2 separate regions of the Macaca mulatta genome follow, and region 2 is linked to region 1. A link is a contact called in public Hi-C data. All regions are on one chromosome and are shown on one strand. Each heading gives the region's core, a stretch centred on a gene start, on an enhancer-like site or on the middle of the called end of the contact. The rest is flanking DNA. Distances are from core to core; before and after follow the strand shown.

Evidence for each region. A called contact is a pair of places that touch in the nucleus more often than the background predicts.
Region 2: a Hi-C map of liver shows a contact between it and region 1, with 3 times the contacts expected there. The contact joins the promoter of IER5L here to the promoter of LOC106993593 in region 1. A contact is called at or near these places in 5 of 14 Hi-C or Micro-C datasets (CD4 T cells, blood, fetal cortex germinal zone and 2 more).

Annotation. Positions count from the first base shown.
Region 1 is chr15:18,135,697-18,139,296 of T2T-MMU8v2.0, reverse strand. It overlaps LOC106993593, which reads left to right and starts at 1,758. Exons shown (of 3, transcript XM_077967900.1): 1 at 1,758-2,731. The coding sequence starts at 1,773. The coding sequence ends at 2,522. All of the region lies in intron 6 of LOC114672715 (a long non-coding RNA gene), which reads right to left.
Region 2 is chr15:18,466,077-18,469,676 of T2T-MMU8v2.0, reverse strand. It overlaps IER5L (immediate early response 5 like), which reads right to left and starts at 1,714. Exons shown (of 1, transcript XM_015116647.3): 1 at 111-1,714. The coding sequence starts at 1,505. The coding sequence ends at 288.

The DNA of each region.
Region 1 (3,600 bases), core at 509-3,008:
GTACTGCCTCAGGCCCTTTAGGAGAAAATCCGTCCTCCCAGTCTCCCCAGGTCTCTTGCCTTTGGCCTGCTCTGGTTCCTGTTATAGAATGGGGGCTGCAGGTGGGCGCGCCTCTGAGCTAGTCCCCCGTCCTTGGGCCGCCTCTCCTAGGCAAACTCCTATTTAACCGGTGAAGGTAAATAAATTATTGCTTCCTCTCCCAAGTCCTCTGGCTGCACCCCTGTCCTCTTCTCTGTGTTCCTGTGGAGCTCCCAAAGGGAGGGGAGAAAAGGCTCAGGGGACATGGCTGGGACACGACTTCCAGCCCAGCCCTGTGTGGGCAGAGACGAGGGAACAGTCCGCCTATTCTCGGCTGGACGTGAGAGGGAGGATGGCCTTGGCTCAACCCAGGGCAAGGCAGGCTGACCAGCCTCTGGGGTTATTTAGATTGGCGGCCAGAGGAGGACAAGTTGCAGGAGAGAGAAGCAAAGATTCAGGCTGCCTAGTGTGGCCACCGCCCCGTCAACCCTAAGATGATCGCAGCCCCTTTCTGGCCACCGAATGTGGGCACCCCAGACCTCTGCGGCAAGGCTGGGTGAGAGCTGTCTTTTGTGCACAGGTGCCCCTAGTCCCCCACCCCTAGTGAGCATTCACACACAGAGGTGAACAGCCCCCTTGTGGGCCTGGAGGCGCCTAGGCCAGGTAGAGATGACCAGAGTGGGAAGCAGAGAATCCCCAGTGCCTAGCACAGTGACTGGCACTGAAGGATTTGTTGGATGAATGAATGAATGATTGCCTGACCTCAGGCCCAGGGAGCAAGGTGTGGTGTGCAGGGTGGCCCCTGGGAGGCTTCAGGGATGGGGAGGGGACGGAGGGGGACTGGGAAAGCCACAAGAAGGCAGCCCTATCCGATGACTCACTTGGGAGGGAAACAGAAGGTGGGCTGTTCTGGGGAAACATCCCCGCTGATGCCCGGGCACCCAGGAGCTTCCAGGTACCCCCAGATCACCCCAGTGAGGACACTCCACAATTCCCCTGGAGGCACCACAGTGGGGCTGTTAAACCCAGGGACTTAGGATTCAGACACTTCTGGGCTCCAGTTCACCCCTCATTGGCTGGACCAGTTGCCTCAGTTTCCCCATCTGCACGGGGCACGGATAGGACCACGTGCTGCACAGGTTTGCTGGGAAGGACACATAAGAGGTGCCCGCTCAGCACATCCTGTCTGCCATTGTTACAAACAACAGCACGGGAGAGCCGGGAGCAGAGCCTGCCAAACGCAGGACCCTGGTCTCCCGCTCCCCTGTGCTGCTGACCTATGGGGTGGCTTTGGACAAGGCACAGCCTCTCTCCAGGCCTTAGTTTCCCCATTTGTACAGTCAGGCCCTGCTAACTTGGACAGGCTTTGGCCCCTCTCCAAGCCCCACAGACACATCAGAGACGTGCACACACGGCCCTGGGACTGCCGACAGTCACACAGGCACGCATAGGCACGTAGGCACAGGCACACAGACGTAGGCACAGACTCACACTCGGCCCCCACCCTGCGCCCTCCCCACTCACACTCGCTCACACTCATGCTCACACACCACCCCGCTCCCCGAAATCTGCTGAGCACCAACGGTTGGTGCGAGCGGGGTTGGGAACGGGAAGAAAAAAGCCCAAGACTCAGCCCAGGAAGAGGGGTGCGGTGGGGGGAGGGCGGGCGAGGGAAATGACAGCCCGCGGTCCCCCTCGAGTCCTGGCTCATGAATATTAATGCGGCGGTAATTAAAATGCAGGCACGCAGCAGGATGGATGCGGCTGCCTCCGGAGCGCGGGGGAGCGCGGCGTCTTTGCAGGCGGGTGGAGCCGGCTCCTCGCCGGCGAAAAGCGGGGCCGGGCTCCGGGGCCTGGGTCCGGGGCGGGCGGGAGGGGGGGACATTTTTCGTGGTTCCGAGCGCCCCGTCCCGGTGTTCCCGCCCCCGCCCCGCGGCCGCCCCTCCGCGCCCTATCCCTGGCCGGGCCGCCCGCCAGGCCGCCGTTTCCCGGAGCCGGCCCCCTCCCGCCCTCGCGGCCGGCTGATGTCATCTGCACACAACTTTCCGCTTCCCGGCCCGTCTCGGGGCCCTGAGTCATCGCCGCCCCCGGCCCCGACGCTGGCCTGCGGCGTCTGTTTGTGCAGAGCGAGGCCCCGCCGGCCGGGCCTGACGTCAGGCTGGCAGGGCCTGGAACGGCCCCGCGCCGCTGCCCCCTGGGGGCAGGACAACACCGCTGGGGGCCGAGGGCAGGGCTCGCCCTCGGAATCCGGCTTCGAAGCCGGCGCCACCTTGTGCCGGCCGCCTGACCTGAGGCAACTCTGTGCTTTCAACTCTCTGAACTTCGGTTTCCTCATCTGCCAGTTGGCAGACGCTCAGCGAATCTTCCTAGACTCACGGGGCGAATTGTACAGTTGGGTAAATCGAGGCCCAGAGATGGGAAAAGGACTGTCCAAGGTCGTACAGCCACCCGGAATTACAGTTCCTTTCTGCCGGGTCACACGCTGCCTTCCACGTGTTACCTAAGAAAGCTTTCCAGCCTGTGCTGAGAAAACCGCCCCACATCATCTGTGGCAGGACTGGGGGGCTGGAGCCCTGGTCAGGCCACTCTGCTTCTGGCCACAGTTTTCTCATCTCTAAAAAGGCGCAGTAACAATATAATGACCGTGTGGAGTCCCCCAGGATACAGGGTCAAAGGAGAGCACAACCATCGCAGTTTCAAGCCCATGGGGCAGGTGAGTCACTATTGTCACTACTGGGGTCACTGTTGAAGCCACTAAGGTCACTGTTGAAGTCAGGTGAGAGGGCCCTCTTGGAGTCAGACCACCTGGGTTCAAATTCTGGCTCCTGCTTCCAGCTCCTTTCCTCTGACCCCCCGTGGGACCCGAACCCGGACCCCTTCCACGGTCACCACCGTCACGGTCCCACCCTTCAAGGTCTCAAACACCCCTCCCCTGTTTCTGGCAGGAGCTGTCCTCACTCCCTCTATGGCCTCTCCAGGCCCAGACTTCACCCTCAGGTCACCCTCACCCCTCGGTGCCCTCCAGCCAGTGGGCCTGGGAAGACGTGTTCATGCTGGAAATGCCTGCCCAGCCCTTGCCCAGTTATACAGAGCAAGTGCTCCAGAAATCTCCTGAGCCCCAGTTTACTGAGGGGAAACTAAGAACCTTCCGGCAACAGCTCTTGAGCTGAGCAGGGATCAGGCTCGGGTCTGGGATCCCAGGCCCTGCAGCCTCCCAGAGGCTTGGTTGAAAGCTCTGGCTCTCACTCCCCCACCTCCACCCAGCACCTGCCCGGTCCAGGCTCACCCCCCACCCCTCCACCTGGTCAGTGGTGGCTTGGCCTCCTCTCAGCCCCTCCATCCCTCTTGGCTGTACACACCCTCAAGCTAATGGAACTCAAACTGGTGGAGGAAGGCCTGCCCTATCCCTCCCAGGCCCTGCCTCTCGCTCCCTGTCCCCAGCCTCACTGGACCACTTTCAAGTCCTCCAGTGCTGCAGGCTCCCTCTTCATGCCTCCAGGCCTTTGCACGTGCTGGTTCCTCTCCCGTTTTCCTGGTTAACTCCTCCACCTCCATCCGAGCTAGGCTCTTCCCCTGGAGAGT
Region 2 (3,600 bases), core at 465-2,964, 330 kb before region 1:
TAAACACCACTGCAATCACTACAATAAAAAGAAAAAAAGAGTAGGAGAAACACAAAGCATACTTAAATAGGCGCTTTTCTCTCTGCAAAAATAAAGTCCAAGATTTTAAATTTCTTTTTTTTATTTTACAATTTATAAAACATCAGCCGCCTGCCCCTGCCCCTGCTCGCCCTCAGCTCAGCCCCGAGTGGCCCGGCGCCCGCTCGTTCCCCCCTCTCGCCCCTTGGCCGAGTCTTTGTCTGGCCCCAGCCTCGCGGGGCCCCGGGTCCCTGTGCCCTCGGGGGTCCCTAGAAGGCGACAATGGCTCGAGTCCAGGCGCCGAGGCTGGCGAGCGCCTGCTTGGCGCACAGCTGCCCGTTGAGCGGCGGCGGCTGCTCCGAGGAGTCCGGCTGTCGGCTCACGAGCCCCGAGAAGCCGGAGCCAAAGATGGAGATCAAGTTTGAGATGTTGGACGCGTCCGGGGACGAGTCCGGGCAGAAGTCCTCGAAGCGGGCGCGCTTGCAGGGGGCGAACGGGGCGCCCCCGGGGGGCTCGGCCCCCAGCTCGCCCGCGTCCTCCTCGTCGTCTTCCTCCTCCTCCTGGCCAGGGTAATACTTGCGCTTGCAGCCGGCGGCGGACGACAGGCCCGGTCCCGGAGCGCCCTGGCCACAGCAGGGGCAGTGGGCGGAGGCGCAGCAGTCCTGGTGCAAGTAGCCGTTCTCTACCGTGGTCACCACGTGAGTGTCTAGGTCCAGCACGGTGGTCTGGCTGCTGCAGTGCAAGCCGAAGTCCGAGGGGGCCGGGTATGCGCCCCGGTAGAAGCCGGGGGAGGAGGCGGGGGCCGGGGAGGCGGGCGGAGAAGCGGCGGCGGCCGGAGGGGCGGCCCCTGGGGGCGCGGAGGGCGCGGAGCAGGCGGCCGGGGTGCGAGGGTCCCGCGGGCAGAGCGCAGCGGGCGGTGGCAGCGGCAGCGGCAGCGGCGCAGGACCCGGCTGCAGAGGCTCCAAGGGCTGCCCGCGGTGGGGCGCGCCGTGCGGCGGCTGGAGCGCGGCGCACCCGGGCAGCTCCGAGAGCGCCCCCGCGCCGCCCGCGGGCGCTCCGGCCGCCGCCGCTGCCGCGCAGCCCCTGGGCGCCGGGTGCTGGTGCTGGTGCAGCTGCTGCTGGAGGTGCAGCTGGTGGAGCTGGTGGAGCTGGTGCAGCTGGTGCCGGGCGGCCGGCTCGCGCGCCTCCGCGTCCCCGCCGCCACCAAGTTGGAGCGGGCCGAAGTCGGCCGCGCTGGCCGGCATGCCCGGCGCCGCGTACGCTAGGTGCTGGTGCTGGTGGTGGGGCGGCTGCTGCTGTTGCTGCTGCTGTTGGCGCCGGTAGAGCTCGGCGTAGCGCTCGCTCAGGTAGAGCTGGCGCGCGTTGCGGAGCACGTAGGACACCAGGAGGTTCTTGTGCAGCTTGATGCCGCCGCGCTGGGTTCGGGAGCTGTGGATCTTGCGCAGGGAGATGCTGATCAGGCTCTGGGCGTCCAGGGCGCACTCCATGCTCCCGCGGAGACGGCGGCGGAGCAGCCGCCGCCGCTGCTGCTGCTAACGCTGCTGCTGTTTCTGCCTCCAGCCGGCCGCCGGGGCGCGCCGGGCAGGGGGAACGGAGTCCGGGTCAGCGGTTCGGCTGTGCTCCGAGAGGAGCCGCCACCATGCGCTGCGCGCCACCCGCGGGCTCGCGCTCCCCAGACGGCGCCAAAGCAATGAGTCTCGGCCGGCCCCGGCCCCAGCTATTTAGCCGGGTGCCCGGGCCCCGCCCCACATGAGAAGAGCCAATAGGAGCTCTGAGAGCCTCCCGAGTGACAGGCGCTGCCCGCCCCGGGGCTACTTAGCTGGCCAATCAGACCAAGGCGGTTCCTTTGTGCTATTCAAATACCGAACGGACCCCGGGCCTACAACGCCGCTGCTGCCTCGAATGTTCTCCTGGGGCCGCCGCGCCGCGCGGGACTCGGAGCCGCCGGGGCCGCAGTCTGCAGCATAGGTCGCCTGGCAGCGGCCACGTTGAAGCCCGCGGCTGCCCTCGCCTTAGGTCCCGGGAGCAGGGGGTCGGATCACCTGAGTGCTGCGCGACGGCTCCTCCCCCTTCCGCACGGCTGGGTCTCACCTGCGGCAGGTGCGCGCGGCTTACAGCTCCCCGGGCCGCGCGGCGCCTCCACCTGCCCACCTGTCGGCCCCCGGGTGACTCGCGGGAGTCAAGGCCTCTACAGGAGGCTGGTGGGACCGCCAGCTTGACACTGGGGGACATCAAAGGAGCGAGGTTTTGGGGGTACCCTCCACCGCAGAGAACGTAGGGCCTGACTCCCTTTTTGGCCGAGGGGCCTCTGGAAATGCTTGCGGAAGGGAGGTCCTCCCCATTTGTCTAACAGGAAAAACCAAAACATCATGAATTTTGACCTTCTCTGATGGAGAGAGTTCTGAGGCCACGCATGACCCAGGGAGTGTGTGGACCTCGGGATCAACTGAGGCTCAAAGGCGTCCTGAGAGCCGAAACGCTAAGTGTCCTAATCACCAGCTCTGTAACCTTTCCTTTCGTGCCTAACTAATAATAATGACAATAGGGACTATTATTATGGGCCTAGTATGGGGCAGGCCCTTCCCAGCAACTCCCCAATGCCTCACTCTAACGTTTGTAGAGGAGGGGCCTGAGGTTCGGAGGAGTGGAGTGACTTGAGGAACCATACAGTTCCCAGGGGGCGGAGCTAGGAGCTGGGACAGGACCCTGCGCTCCAGACAGGAGGTGGATACCAAAGGCTCGGGAACTCACCGACTTAACTTCTGTTGACACAGTTTTCCTTCTTATCCTGAACGCTTCAGGGGCCACCTCCTCGCAGCTGGGGACTGAGACAATGGGAGAAGAGAGGGACAGGATTGCTGATTCCTGGGGACGCTCTATCTGGACCAAGAGGTCTGAAGGGGGCTGGTTGCTGCTCCCAGCGGGGTTCAAAGGTGCCTGGGGTGGAGGCTGCCGAGACAGCTGGGGAGGCTCTTGGAAGTGGTCTGGAGGTTTGCCTGAGAAGGGTCCATTAGTGGACCTCTGAAGGATCAACGAGGTCTGCAGAGTCTCCCAGAGATAGGTGGACCTTGTGGGGCTGGAGTCAGGGGAGGCCCATGAGCAGATGTCCTGCTGTTTCACCTCCTCCTTAGGGGATCTTCTGAGTCTGTTTTTTGGGGCTTCGTTCTGAGTTCTCAGCACCTACTTCATCCTTTGGTGGGAGTGGAGAGACCCACTAGCCCACCCTGTGGTCTCTGGGTCTTTCTTTAGTCTTAAGAATTTCCAAGGTTTCTACAAACAGTTTCTTGGCATCTACTCCATGCCAGGCGTTGAGAGCGAAAACAGTTAGCAGGTGTTTACCTCATTTTTCCTATAAGGAAACTCAGACACTGACGGCGTGAGACTTGCCTAAGATCACATGGCCCCGGGCCTGGTGCTCTGTCCTTCCCATGGCCCCCTCAAACAATCTCAAACTGGTTTGGGCCCCTGTGACCCATGGCACGTATCCAGGCCTCCTCCCAGAGAAACCATGATTGAAATTTCAGGGGACTTCAGATAAAGGATGTCCTACATACATTTTATTGGTGATACAGACCTCCAGGG